Regions from separate parts of the Sus scrofa genome. Here region 2 is linked to region 1. Evidence: chromatin contacts called from public HiChIP or PLAC-seq data. All regions are on one chromosome and are shown on one strand. Each heading gives the region's core, a stretch centred on a gene start, on an enhancer-like site or on the middle of the called end of the contact. The rest is flanking DNA. Distances are from core to core; before and after follow the strand shown.

Evidence for each region. HiChIP or PLAC-seq counts read pairs in DNA pulled down with a chosen protein or histone mark.
Region 2: a contact with region 1 is called in an H3K27ac HiChIP or PLAC-seq map of skeletal muscle, with 6 times the contacts expected there. The contact joins two enhancer-like sites. A contact is called at or near these places in 2 of 47 Hi-C or Micro-C datasets (embryonic fibroblasts and skeletal muscle) and 1 of 2 datasets of contacts at active chromatin or transcription factors (skeletal muscle).

What each region holds. Positions count from the first base shown.
Region 1 is chr11:23,701,556-23,708,185 of Sscrofa11.1, reverse strand. The region is part of intron 5 of ENOX1 (ecto-NOX disulfide-thiol exchanger 1); the gene reads right to left. Among named protein-coding and RNA genes, the nearest start is that of DNAJC15, 380 kb to the left of the region's middle. Within about 2 kb of position 2,890, at least 3 of the 83 cell types and tissues checked have an H3K27ac peak or open chromatin away from gene starts, as enhancers often do. A contact at or near this core is called in skeletal muscle, where this site is marked.
Region 2 is chr11:24,001,262-24,008,254 of Sscrofa11.1, reverse strand. No RefSeq gene overlaps it. Among named protein-coding and RNA genes, the nearest start is that of DNAJC15, 82 kb to the left of the region's middle. Within about 2 kb of position 2,059, at least 4 of the 83 cell types and tissues checked have an H3K27ac peak or open chromatin away from gene starts, as enhancers often do. A contact at or near this core is called in skeletal muscle, where this site is marked.

The DNA of each region.
Region 1 (6,630 bases), core at 1,641-4,140:
TGCTGCGGGGGCTACAAAAGGGCCAGCATCGCCTTTTCCTTTCCAGGAAGACGTTTACCGTAACTTGCCTCGGCTACCTTGGCTATTTCCACGCCTCCTCTGGGTTGGACAGAAAAAGCAGGGTGATCCTGATCTGAAAGCCCAAGGGGTTGCTGTCCCCTTTACAAGGAAATCCACTTCACCTGCATGACAGCATACAAGCCTTACTTCAGTCAAACGAGGCGGCTTTTTGGTGTTTGGGGTTTTTTTGGGGGGGGCACACCTGTGGCATATCAATGCTCCTGGGCTCGGGGTCAATTCGGAGCTACAGCTACCAGCCTACACCACGGTCACAGCAATGCTGGGTCTTTAACCCAACTGAGCGAGGTCAGGGATCGGCCCACATCCTCATGGACATGATACTGGTTCTTAACCTGCTGAGCCGCAACAGGAACTCCAGCTCGGGTTTTTTTTTTTTTTTTTTTTTTTTTTTTAAGAAATCGTCAATGTAAATGCCAAATCAGAATTCCCCTCCTTTTTTTTTTTTTTTTTTTTTTTAGGGTGGCACCTGCAGCATACGGTGGTTCCCAGGCTAGGGGTTGAATCGGAGCTATAGCTACTAGCCTACACCACAGCCACAGCAACACAGGATCTGAGCCGTGTCTGTGACCTACACCGCCAGATCCTTAATGCACTGAGCGAGGAGGCCAGGGATTGAAGCCAAAACCTCATGGTTACTAGCCAGATTTGTTTCCACTGAGCCACAACGGGAACGCCTCAGCATTCTCATTCCAAGCAGTCACCCGGACCTTCGAGGCACTTCTGTAACTGCCATTCTTGGTACCATTTCTTCATTTCTCTCATGTAGAGCTTTTGACTGAATAATCTCTTGTAACCTAGCCTTCTAGGACTCCAGGATTCTGTGCTAATAACCTCTCAAAACGAAGTGTCATGTGCAGGGCATGGACATTTAGACGTGAAAGTTCCCGTGTGCGGCAGCTGTGGCACAGGTTCAATCCCTAGCCGGGGAACTTCCAGGTGCAGTGGGGCTGCAGAGACAGGTGCCTGTTTTCATTATTCATTTGAAATCTTCACCAGGTTTGACAGGACTTACTCCCATTTTACCCAAAGAAATGGAGGCTTCAAGCAGTTACGGGAAATTTCAAACATCGCAAAGCAAACGGATGGCAGAGTCAGAACTGAGGCCCAGGTCTCCAGCTCTGGATGTAAACTCCTCTCTCTTAACCACTTCAACGTTTCCACCTAGAATGACCAACTTGATCACGCACCTAATAGATGCCACTACCAAAAATGTACTCTACTCTTAAAAAACAAAACAAAAAAACAGACGTATCTTTCTGATCCAGATGCCACTTCTAAAGAAGTTCCAGAAGAGAATGGCTTTCAATGTCACTGACACGACCATAACATACTGGCTGCTAAAGGGAATCTATTAAAAATAGAAATATTGGCCTGTTTCGGCCTTTATTTAATCTCATTCAGTACACAAGATGCATCTGTTTGTTTCCTGGCCTGGCTCTTACTATTGTTTGCCAACCCAGGGTGATTTAAGGCTGAAATCACTCAGGACTGCACACCCTGAAATGAGAGCTCCCTGAATTATAATAACCAGATGTTCCCCCAAATGAGCTGAGAAGCCTGGCCCTTGCCTTCTCTGGTAGCTGTAGCAGACTTCTGTTTTCTTTCTGAAGCCCAAATAAATACATACATCTTCAGAAACAGAGACAAAAGATACTACTCTTGAGCAAAGTATCTTAACACACAAGCAAGCGTTACTCTGCTTTCTCTGAGATGCTAATACGAAGGCGGGTTTAAAGAAATCCACACGGTGAGTGCAGGAGCTTGAAAGGAACTTTGAAAGGAGTTAACACTTAAATTATGTTGGACCTGAGAATCTGAGATTTACTATTTGAGAAGACGTGGTGGGAAGGATTAAACTGTTTTTCAAAACATGAACCCATTACTTTTTAACAATATAAGAACAGGTGAAAATTGTTTTCTCAAACAGCACAGGAGCCCATTGGGGTGAAGGCATTTGAGCAAATGCACAATTTTTGAACGTCTGAGAGACACATGACCTTGAGAGATGGTGAGTTCTAACGCCACTCAGGGAAAAGAGCGAGGAGGTGGAAATTGCAGCGAGAAAGAATTCGATTAAACACACAGAAGAACCTTCTTCTAGAAATCATACTGAAACAAGAGGAAGCATTACATATTTCAAAGACGGCGGTCCCCAGCTCCTCTCTGCATCGCTGGCTGCAAGCACACAGGCAGCAAGGCCGAGGCTCAGCAAATGTTTTTCAGTTGTCTTTTCCCAACTGGAAAAGACAAAAGCAGAAACAGAGATCCTGTTGACTGATTCCCAGTCCGGTGTTTTTATCAACTCGACGAGCATTTTTCAGAGGGCAGGTTGAGGTTTTGTGCTCAAGATTTTAGAGGTATGGTAGTTGCACCCATCCATCCATTCATTCATCATCCATCTGACATTTGCTGGGCAGATTCTAGGGCCAGGATCTGGAGTTGGAATCGTAACTGTGACACACTCCCCCCTTGGGAAAATCACAGGGTTGGAGCGGGGGAAAGGACGGACACCAAACACAGCAGAAGAGCTGAGTCTCCAAGGACTGAAAGAGCCCCCCAGGAAGGGATCCACCGGGGGGAGGCCTGATAGGCCAGGAGATTTCCCCAAGAGTCATCCACAGCTACAGCACGGCGAGCCCGCGACAGGGGCGCCATGATGTACGGAGCGATCGCAGGCATCAGATCTGAAGGGATTTGCCGTTCAAACTAGTATGTTTTGACTTTACCCTCACTGTAGGGCAGCCACTGAAGGTCAGGTGTGCCCTCTGCCAGGCCCGAGGCCCTGTGCTGTGCAGCCCTCCTCCCCTCCTGCTCTCTGCTGCCCCCTAGCGGCGACCTGCCACCTTTCTGCCCTTTCCAGTCAATGCCTTAGTAGTGAGTCTCATTGAAATTAACCACTAGAACCCCCCCACCCCACCCCACCCCCGTCCCCCGAAAGAAAAGCAATAGCAGCCTGTCTCTGGTCAAGGCCGGACAGAACTAGGTTAGGTGTGAGCTGGACTGCGGCTGAGGGGACAGAGGCAAGCTGTCGGGGTCAAGACCAAGTGCAGCCCAGTGTTTTGAGAGAATAATAAGGGAAACAGAGGCAGGAATCAGGCCAACGGGTAACATTCTGGGTCTGGTGATGGGCGGAGATTGTGAGCAGCAGACAAAACACAAGGCTGGGCTGGCCCACTCTGCCAGGAGACTCCGTGTGCAGGTCACGGGGCCTCACCCACCCACGGATCTAACTTAGTCCTGGGGAACCTGGGATGGGCTTAATGTGACCGGGTCACAGGTCAAGAAACACTAGATAATGAGGCACATTACCTAAGCTGGAGAAAGAAGGCAGGCTCCAGACACTAGAAGTGAAGCCTGGGGTTTGCAGGAGGAGGCAGACGCCCCAGTTCTCAGTCCTAGGATGCAGGGCAGAGCCTGACCAAGTTGAACCCAGCCAGATGCTGAGGCTCAGAAGCAGGGCTCCAGGGCCCCCTTCCTCCTGCTTGAGGTCCATGGCATGGGGGTTGCCCAGGACAGAAGCAGGCTGCAGGGTTCCTGCCTAACTTGCAGCAGCTCCTCTCCTTCCTCCAGAAGAATTATTGACTTAAAATATGATCTGTCATCACGCGACAGAGAGACCACGTGATACCCAAGGACATTCTGTGTCCTGGAAGTTTAGGATGGAGAGATTGTTTTTCATCATAATTTCTCATTGCAATGGACAAGCTCTGCCCATCTATAAGATCAGTTCAGTTACGTTCATGGACCATAAAAGTAATGCTTTTGTCCATTTCATGTTCTCCTTTTCCCTCTTTTTTTCTTTTTCTTTTTTTGCTATAGCTGCCAGCCTACACCCCAGCCACGGAGCATCGAAGCTGTGTCTGCGACCTACACCACAGCTCACAGCAACGTCGGATCCTTAACCCACTGAGCGAGGCCAGGGATCAAACCTGCATCGTCAGGGATACTGGTCAGATTCATTATCACTGAGCCGCAACGGGAACTCCTTTCTAATATTCTTAAAAATAACTTCATGATCAACAAAAAAAAGGAGTTGCTAAGAAGCTGATCTTGAGATAAAAGGATGTGGGTGTAGCTGGGTGACCGTGAGGCCGACTGGTTCCTTAACTTCTCTGGGCTCCAGGGTCTTCATCAGGTAGAGGCCAACAAGGACACCAAACAGGAGTGTGTACAAGACGCCACATGCTGATGGGTAGGCGCCCACGTCTGCAATCAGACACGCCTGTCATCAGGTGCCTGGGTCTCCGGCACACTGGCGGTGTGGACTTGGGAAATATTAACCAACCCTGTCAAGCCTCATTTATGATATCTGTAAAATGGGATGGTCATTTTAAATTCTAGCCTCTCGGGTGGATTAAATAGGATTAAATAAGAACCCGAAGTGTTTACTATAACCCAACTCGTGAGTATGCAACAAACAGTAACAATTATATATAACATATGCCCTTTGCAATGGATTAGCAATGAGATCCTGCGGTGTAGCACGGAGAACTATGTCCCATCACTTATGACGGAGCATGAGAATGGAGAAAAAAGAATGTGTGCATGTATGTATACCTAGATCACTATGCTGTACAGTAGGAAAAAAAATTGTTTTTGGGAACTAATAAAAAAAAAAAAAAAAACCAAAAAAACCCCAAAGAGTTCATCTAGCCAAAACAAACAAAATTATATATAATGTGTATACACACACACACACACCACTCTTTGGATTGCTGATTTTAGGAATTATCTGAGGTTCCTAAACTTTCTTCACCAGAGGAAGTGCCCGAGGAATAGTCTAACACGGCTCTATTTACAGCATCACTGATTTGCTGGCATAAAATATGTGTGTGTGTATTGTGTGTGTGTGTGTATGTTAATTTTATGGCCTCACGCATGGCATATGGAGGTTCCCAGGCTAGGGGTTGAAGAGGAGCTGCAACTGCCGGCCTCCACCACAGCCACAGCCACGGCCACGGCCACACCAGATCTGAGCTGCGGCTGTGACCTACACTGCAGCTTATGACAACCTCGGATCCTTAACCCACCGAGCCAGGCCCGGGTTCGAACCCGCATCCTCAGGGACACTATGTTGGATTCTTAACCCCCTGAGCCAGCACAGGAACTCCTAACTGATACATACTTTTACGTCCATTTACGTAACCTCAGGTAAGTCTGTTACCAATGCTGTACACAGGTCAAAGATCAGGACGATGATGTACTTTGTTGGCCAAACACTGGAGGGCCTCGTAGGTGCTGGATGTTTTACTAGGTACTCTGGCTGTAGAGACAAAGATGTGAGTACTTTCTGCATGGAAGCAACAGTCTAGTGGCAGAAACTGTTGGAAAATAGCAATAGATGGAAAATGACAATACCGTGTGACAGCTCCTACAGGACTGTGAGCAGGAGGTGCTATGGAAACAGAGAGAAAGGAGGCATTGAAATGAGTCCGGGATGGGGGTGTTGTGGTTTAAACTGTGTCTCCCTGAACCGAAAATGCTGAAGTCCCAACTCCCCTGGTACCTGGGGATGTGACTTTATTTATAAACAGGGTCTTGGAGAATGCCATTAAGATCTTTTTTTGTTTTGTTTTGTTTTGTTTTTGTCTTTTTGCCTTTTCTAGGGCCGCTCCCGTGGCATATGGAGGTTCCCAGGTTAGGGGTTGAATCGGAGCTGTAGCTGCTGGTGTACGCTACAGCCACAGCCACGTGGGATCCGAGCCGCGTCTGCAACCTACACCACAGCTCACAGCAACGCCGGATCCTTAAGCCACCGAGCAAGGCCCGGGATTGAACTTGCAATCTCATGGTTCCTCGTCGGATTCGTTAACCACTGAGCCACGACGGGAGCTCCAAGTTAAGATCATTCTTGATTAGGGTGGGCCCTGTCCCATAGGACCTGCATCATTATAAGACGTGAAGAGACACAGACAGAGACGCAGAGAGGACGTGTCATGTGACAATAGGGGCCGTGACTGGCACGACACAGCTGCAAGCCAAGGAATGCAAGGATTGTCGACAAATACCAGGAGCTGGGAGAAAGGCATGACACAGATTCTTCCCAAGACCCTTCAGAGAGGGGACAGCCTGTCAGCACCTTGATTCCAGGCTTCTCACCTCCAGAACTGTGACAGGAGACGCTTCTGCTTTAAGTCCTGCCAGCTTGTGGCGCTTTGTTACGACAGCCAGAGGAAACCAATACGGAGATGGTGGAACTCGGGAGGGGGTGACAGCTGACTCGAGTCTCAAAAGGATGGCTTCTATCTATGCACTGGGCGCCTCAAAAAGGCATTTCCACAGGGAGTTTGGGTTGTGGCTCAGCTGAAACGAACCCAATGAGCACCCATGAAGATGCAGGTTCCATCCCTGGCCTCGCTGGCATTGCTGTGAGCAGTGGTGCATGTTACAGGTGTGCCTCAGATCCCATGTGGCCGTGGCTGAACCCCTAACCTGAGAACCTCCATATGGAGCGAGTATGGCCCTGAAAAGCAAAAAATAAAAAATAAAAATAAGTAAATAAATAACCAAAAAGGCATCTCTACAATCTGCTTATCGGGATCACAGACA
Region 2 (6,993 bases), core at 810-3,309, 300 kb before region 1:
CTGAGACACCGGAAGCGGAAGCTGCAAATGCAACCTGGGTCTGAAAACTGGCGGTTTTCATGGAAAACTGTTTCATGGAGCCTGCCTAAATTCAAAGGGAGAGGACTGTTAAAGAATTAGTGGTGAAGTTTAACATGTGGCAGGGCAGGGTTTGAATTTTCTACCCCCTTAATCAAATCATTTGAGGCATTGCCCCTAAAAAATTCTTCCAAGAGTGTAGAATTTAAGTTCAATTAGCTCGTGCAGTTTCAAATGATACAACTATTTTCATTAGATACTATTAATTCAGTCGTCAGTCTCTAAAGGGCAGAATATTTATATACTTGGATAAAAAGCTACCCACCCTCAACTCCTTGTTATCTGTAGAAAGCTTATTTGAATGGTTACCTATCTTCAGTAAGAATTTGCTTTTACATATGTACTGCCATTGCATATTCTTCTTAATTAAGTTCTTTGTTGATATTGCAGTTTCTGTTTATTCTTACATTTTAGATGCAAGCTGAGGGAGCAGGAAGGACCTTTTAAAAACAAAGCAGTTCCTTCCCAGATTCCAGGGAAAGTGTAAGTCAAATGGACAGTTAATTAAAGGGGAGCACAGAATGCCAATTGCAGTATAGCCAGTCTTGAGCATGAAGTCAAGAGTAAAGAGATTAGGAGTTCCCCTGTGGCTCAGAGAAAACTAATCATCTGACTAGCATCCATGAGGATGCAGGTTCAATCCCTGGCCTCACTGAGCGGGTTAAGGATCTGGCCTTGTCCCGAACTGTGGTGTAGGTCGAAGACTTGGCTCGGAGCTGGCATTGCTGTGGCTGTGGCATAGGCCGGTGGCTACAGCTCTGATTTGACCCCTAGCCTGGAACCTCCATATGCCTCACGTGCAGCCCTAAAAAGCAAAAAAAAAAAAAAAAAAAAAAAAAAATTACGTTAATTGTGGGAGACATTGTTTTATTTCATTTTCAAACCATTTCCTGTGGTTTGAAATGTATTTTATTTAGCAAATATTAAACACTTATACTACGTCAGTAAAGATATAAAAGTTCATTCTCAAAATGTGTAGCGTGCTCGGAGTTCCTGTCATGGCACAGTGGAAACGAATCCGACTAGGAACCATGAGGTTGAGGGTTCAATCCCTGGCCTCACTCAGTGGGTCAAGGATCCAGCGTTGCCATGAGCTGTGGTGTAAGTCACAGATGTGGCTGTGGCTGTGGTGTAGGCTGGCAGCTGTAGCTCCTATTTGACCCCTAGCCTGGGAACCTCCATATGCCATGGGTGTGGCCTTGAAAAGCAAAAACAAACAAACAAAAAAAATCTGTAGAATGCTTTAAATAGCAAAAAAAAAAAAAAAAAGAATTTTTTTTTTGCCTTCTACTTTTGTTTTTTATTTTTATTTTTCTATTTTTTAGGGCCACACCAGTGGCCTATAGAAGTTCCCAGGCCGGGGGTTGAATCAGAGCCACAGCTGCTGACCTATGCCACAGCCACAGCAACACCAGATTCAAGCTGCCTCTGTGACCTACACCACAGCTCAAGGGAACACTGGATCCTTAACCCACGGATCAAGGCCAGGGATCAAACCCATGTCCTCATGGATATTCGTCAGGTTTGGTACCACTGAGCCCCGATGGGACCTCCAGCCTACTACTTTTAAATTAAGAAATATTAAGAGTTGTATTCCTGGGTGTGCCTGTGGTTACCCAGCAGAGTCATGAGAAAAACCGTATTTTATCCAAGTACAGAAATCTTTTGGTCATGGGGGACTTTGAAACAGAGCTCCTAATGATGAATCTTCAACTTGGCAATTAGCTTAAGGTAACTTAATGATATTTGTGGGTGAAGATGCATCAGTCAAACCCTTAATGTCATCAGCATGAAGTTTCTCTGACTCATACCCATTTAGGATGAGCTACAGAAGCAGCAGCAAGAAATGAAATATCCAAGGAAGCCAGCTTATTTCGCACAGTGGGAACCACGCCATCCACCGGACACCCTGCACCTCGCCCGGCACCTCCTGGACAAAGGCCTCTGGCTGGAAATTTGATGCAGTGAGTAAATGTGTCAGCACTGAGCCTCTCTCCTAACGGAAAGGCAGCCCAAAGAGCATATCCTGTTAACACGAGGTCAGCATCATCTACTTGCTGAAAATATGCCATGAATTATGAGCCAAAATCTTATTGATGATGGAGTTAGACACATTAGGACATGAATATAATTTATTAGCTGGAAAAGTTGAGAAGATTCCCTGGGCTCTTTTTTTAGGTGGAATCTAAGTGATCTGGATCACTGCCCACCAGTGAAATTGCTGGGCATGGTAGACAAAGAAAATGTTCCTTCTAATGATTTTTATGAGCTGAGTAGCTATTGTTCCCAGCTGAGTGCTCTTTTCCTTTTTTTTATTGTTGCTGAGCAAAAGAATTTATAAAAAGCTTTTTCTTTTTTTTTTTTTTTTGTTATTAAAAACCCTGCTCAATTGAAATGGAAGTTCATTAAGTACTGTTCATTTCTCTTCCTGTCGTAATAACCCTATCCCCCTCTGCTCTACTCAGCAGTGCCTAGCAGCACTGGTCAACATTTTACATCTGAACAGACTGTTATATAGATATAGATATGCAATCTCCACCATCAAGAGGGAGTTTAATTTCACATGGGCAGCATAGTCTGATCACTCAAGGCTAGATGTTGGCCATAAATTTCAAATTAGGACCTCAACTGAGAGGGGGGGAAATGCCCCTGGAAAATTAAGTCAGCCGCTAGAAGCATAATCTGATATCACGTTGAGATACCCGTTCCAATATTGACACCTAAGCTGTACTGCAAAAGGCCAGGGAATTAGAATCAGCCTATGTTCATAAATCCAAGAGATTTCTATAACAGAAATAGCTAATGCTTGTGAAGCATCCTGCCTATGTTATCTCAATTTTCGAAGCACCCCTAAGAGAGATGTACTGTTATGGTCCCCAGCTTACCACTGAAGAAACAAAGGCCCAGAGGAGCTTAGGAACTTTGCCAAGAGTACATAGCTGGTAAATGGTGGGACTGGGATCCATATCCCACTTGGTTTGACTCCAAAGCACATCCTCTTTCCCTTTATTGCATTAATTCTAGATATCTGGGACTCATGGCAGAATGAAGGGGCTCTTGGCTCCTTCTCTGATGGTTGTGACCTTAGGTTATACTTTGGGCAAACAGGTTTATGGAAGGATCCAGTGTCACTTGACCTGAGCAAGGAGTCCTTAGTCTTCTTCATTCTTCCCTGGAAAGCTCGTGATGTCCATCCACCCCCTCGTAGCGAAAATTCAGCTATGGAGGTTCAAAGTGTCGGTTTCTCTGACTTAGAGTGGGACTGGAGAATTTTTTTTTTTTTTTTTTTGTCTTTTGTCTTTTTTGTTGTTGTCGTTGCAATTTCTTGGGCCGCTCCCGCGGCATATGGAGGTTCCCAGACTAGGTGTTGAATCGGAGCTGTAGCCACCAGCCTACGCCAAAGCCACAGCAACGCGGGATCCGAGCCGCGTCTGCAACCTACACCACAGCTCACGGCAACGCCGGATCGTTAACCCACTGAGCAAGGGCAGGGACCGAACCCGCAACCCCATGGTTCCTAGTCAGATTCATTAACCACTGAGCCACGACGGGAACTCCAGAGAAAATTTTGATGAGCTGTTATTTGAAACATTTATGGGCAAGGGCTTTTAAGAAGAACATCTAGAACAAGGTTCAGAAAACAGATCATGAAAGTGAAGCAGCAGGAGTTCCCATCGTGGCTCAGTAGTTAACAAACCCAGCTAGTATCCATGAGAATCCGGGTTCAATCCCTGGCCTCAATCGGCGGGTTAAGGATCCAGCATTGTTGTGAGCTGTGGTGTAGGTCGCAGATGCAGCTTAGATCCTGCATTGCTGTGGCTGTGGTATAGGCCAGCAGCTGCAGCTCCGATTCGACCCCTAGCCTGGGAACTTCCATATGCTGAAGTGTGGCCCTAAAAGGCAAAAAAAAAAAAAAAAAAAGTGAGGCAGCAGACCTTGGGAGAGAAATGGAGAAATTGCTTGATATACTATATATAGATGAAAATAAGAAGGCTGCACTTATTGAAAGAAGCAGAGAGGCAATGAAAACAATGAAGGTTACAATGAGAGGCAATTGAAACAAAAAGAGAAAAAATTATAATTTACAGCATTTGAAAGAGAAGTGCTCAGTAGAACTTCTGAAAATTGCTTTCCAGTATTCCCACCTGTGGATTGGGTTATTGGTTCATGCCTTGGTTTTATACCAGATTCCAAAATTACATCCAAAAGTAAAACTATGGGTTCTAGTAGCACGCATAAAACTTGTCACCAATGGAAGACTGTGTCTTTGAGGTTATCACTTCACGTTCTATGCTTTCACCTCTCTAATCAAATGGTGAAAAGGTTTCTAATTCCTAGAGGTTTCTAATCCTCATGACTATAATATTTGTAGCGTATGTGTGAGTTCCATGAACATAGATACACACCTATATTTAAAAATTAAGTATGTTCCAAAGCTAACTCACTGATTTTTCTCCTTTATCTCCTCTGGGATTATCAGTGCCTTTGCGCTGTCCTTTGAATGTGGATAACCCAGAGTCAACATTAGAAACTACATTTTGGCTTCCATGCCTCTGGAGCAGGATGAAAATATCTAATATCATTTGTCCTCTGGTGGTGAGATGTCAGAATATGTTTGCGTACGTCTGTGTCTCTCAGGCTGGCCTGGTCTATTGTACAGCAGAGCAGCCGAAAGCAGCATGAACACACAGAAATGCAGCCTTCCCCGACTGACCCCCCTCGGATCTGGTTTGCACTTTGTTCCTCTGCTTCTTGGTACTTAGATATTCCGTTTGCATTCTGTTCCATTCCATTTCGTACTCACTTATAACCTATGTGCTTGCGGGCTTTGTTCCCCTTGCAAATAGATTTTTTTTGAAAATCCGTTAATGTGAAAATGAATAAATACCTCTGTGGCTGTTTTGCTTTAAAATTGTAGTGGATAAACTCGAAGATACTTTTCTCTATCTAGTTTTCCCAATACAATTAAAATTAAATCGGACTTGCTCAGATTGAATGTGCACTCCGTTTTCTCATTTTACAACTCTTGAAGAAAAGATACTAACCTTGGGTGTTACGCAACCTCACCTGCACTGGGAGCCCTGCTGCTGGCCCTGCTCTCATTTCCCTTAGACCCCCCTGCTGTGGCAGTTGCTGGGCCCCGTTGTCCCTCAAGACGCAGTATTGATTGGTTCCCTTCGAAAGGCCATCCTCAGAATCCAGAATCAAGGACAGGTGGATTTTGTCCGGAAGCCGTTAAAGAGGCCCGGTGTTCACCTCTCATACCAAAATAAGCAACGGGAAAAACAAAAACCAGCCCGACAATACGTTTTCAAATTGATTTTTGTATTTATCTTGTAATGCAAATACCAGAGAAAGTGCCTGCCTCCTGGGTTTGTTTATACCTGTTTTTCTGCCCCAAGTTATCTTATCAGTTATCATATCAGTTTTCATTGCATAAAGATCTCGTCGTGGCTCAGTGGAAACGAATCCAGCTAGGAACCATGAGATTGTGGGTTCGATCCCTGGCCTTGCTCAGTGGGTTAAGGATCCGGCGTTGCCGTGAGCTGTGGTGTAGGTCGCAGACGCGGCTCAGATCTGGCATGGCTATGGCTGTGACATAGGCCGGGGGCTACAGCTCCAATTGGACCCCTGGCCTGGGAACCTCCGTATGCCGTGCGTGTGGCCCTAAAAAGACAAAAGACAAAAGAAATGCTGCCACAACTGAACCAGCACCCCTGGAATACGTTCTCCAATACATCGGCACATACCCGGGGTTCTGTAGTTGGTATAAGTGAAGAATAAGGCCGCTGTTCAGTTGCCAGTGGTGACAGGAGGAGGGTGGGGACAGATGTGCCCTCTGCTTCTCTCCTCCCCGCTTTGCTCATCTCGGCCCACATGCCTTTCCCTTAGGAAATAGTCACATCTTATTTATCTTTTCTACTTAGGCCAGTTAGACTGTCAGTGAGCACTCCTGGACTGTGCACTCCTGGAAAGTTCCCATGTTGTCATGGGATCTATTTTCCAGTCGGTAGGGGAAGGAGGACCCGCCGTGCTGGGCTCACACACCACCAGGGATCTGTCTACCATCAAATGGAAGCTCGGATCTTGGTTTGTCAGGGGAGGAGTGCGTTTTTCACAGCAGTCTGGTGAATTAAGAACAATATAGAGAATCACGCGGTGGACGTGTTACCTTTGACTCTGTTGATAGGATTTGTGTTGAGAACATCAGTTTTCTCTCCAGACGTAATTGAGTACATGTTACCATGATATGAAGACTGCAAGAATATATGGGGTGTGTGGGATGTTAAATTTTAAGAAAGCTATTGAAGAAGAAAACCCGAGAAAGCCTGAAAATAACACAAATCATGAAATTATTTTTGTCTTTTTAGGGCTGCACCTGAGGCATATGGAGGTTCCCAGGATAGGCGCTGAATCAGAGCTGTAGCTTCCGGCCTACACCACAGCCACAGCAACACTGGATCGGAGCTGGGTCTGCAACCTACACCACAGCTCACGGCAACGCCAGATCCTTAACCCACTGAGCGAGGCCAGGGATCAAACCTGCATCCTCATGGATGCTGATTGGCTCATTAACCACTAAGCCACGACGGAACTCCCACAAATCATGAAATTATTCATTTGAATTTTCTTACTCAAGGTATATGTAAAGCAGCTGTGCCCTCCATATATTCTGTGAAAATACAACATCAAATAGATGATTTGAATGTGTTTCCATCTTTCTTTTTGGATTAATTTTTTTAATAGAGCAAGAACTCCTAAAGGGCGGTTCCCAGGGTGCATCTGGCTCAGGAATGCTCTATTGGTTATAGTTTCTCCCCTCAGGGCTCTGAGTTGTGTCTAGAGCCAGTAGACCTCAGGACCTCTTGTATTTTTTTTTTAAGTCAATGAATTTTATTATATTTATAGTTGTAC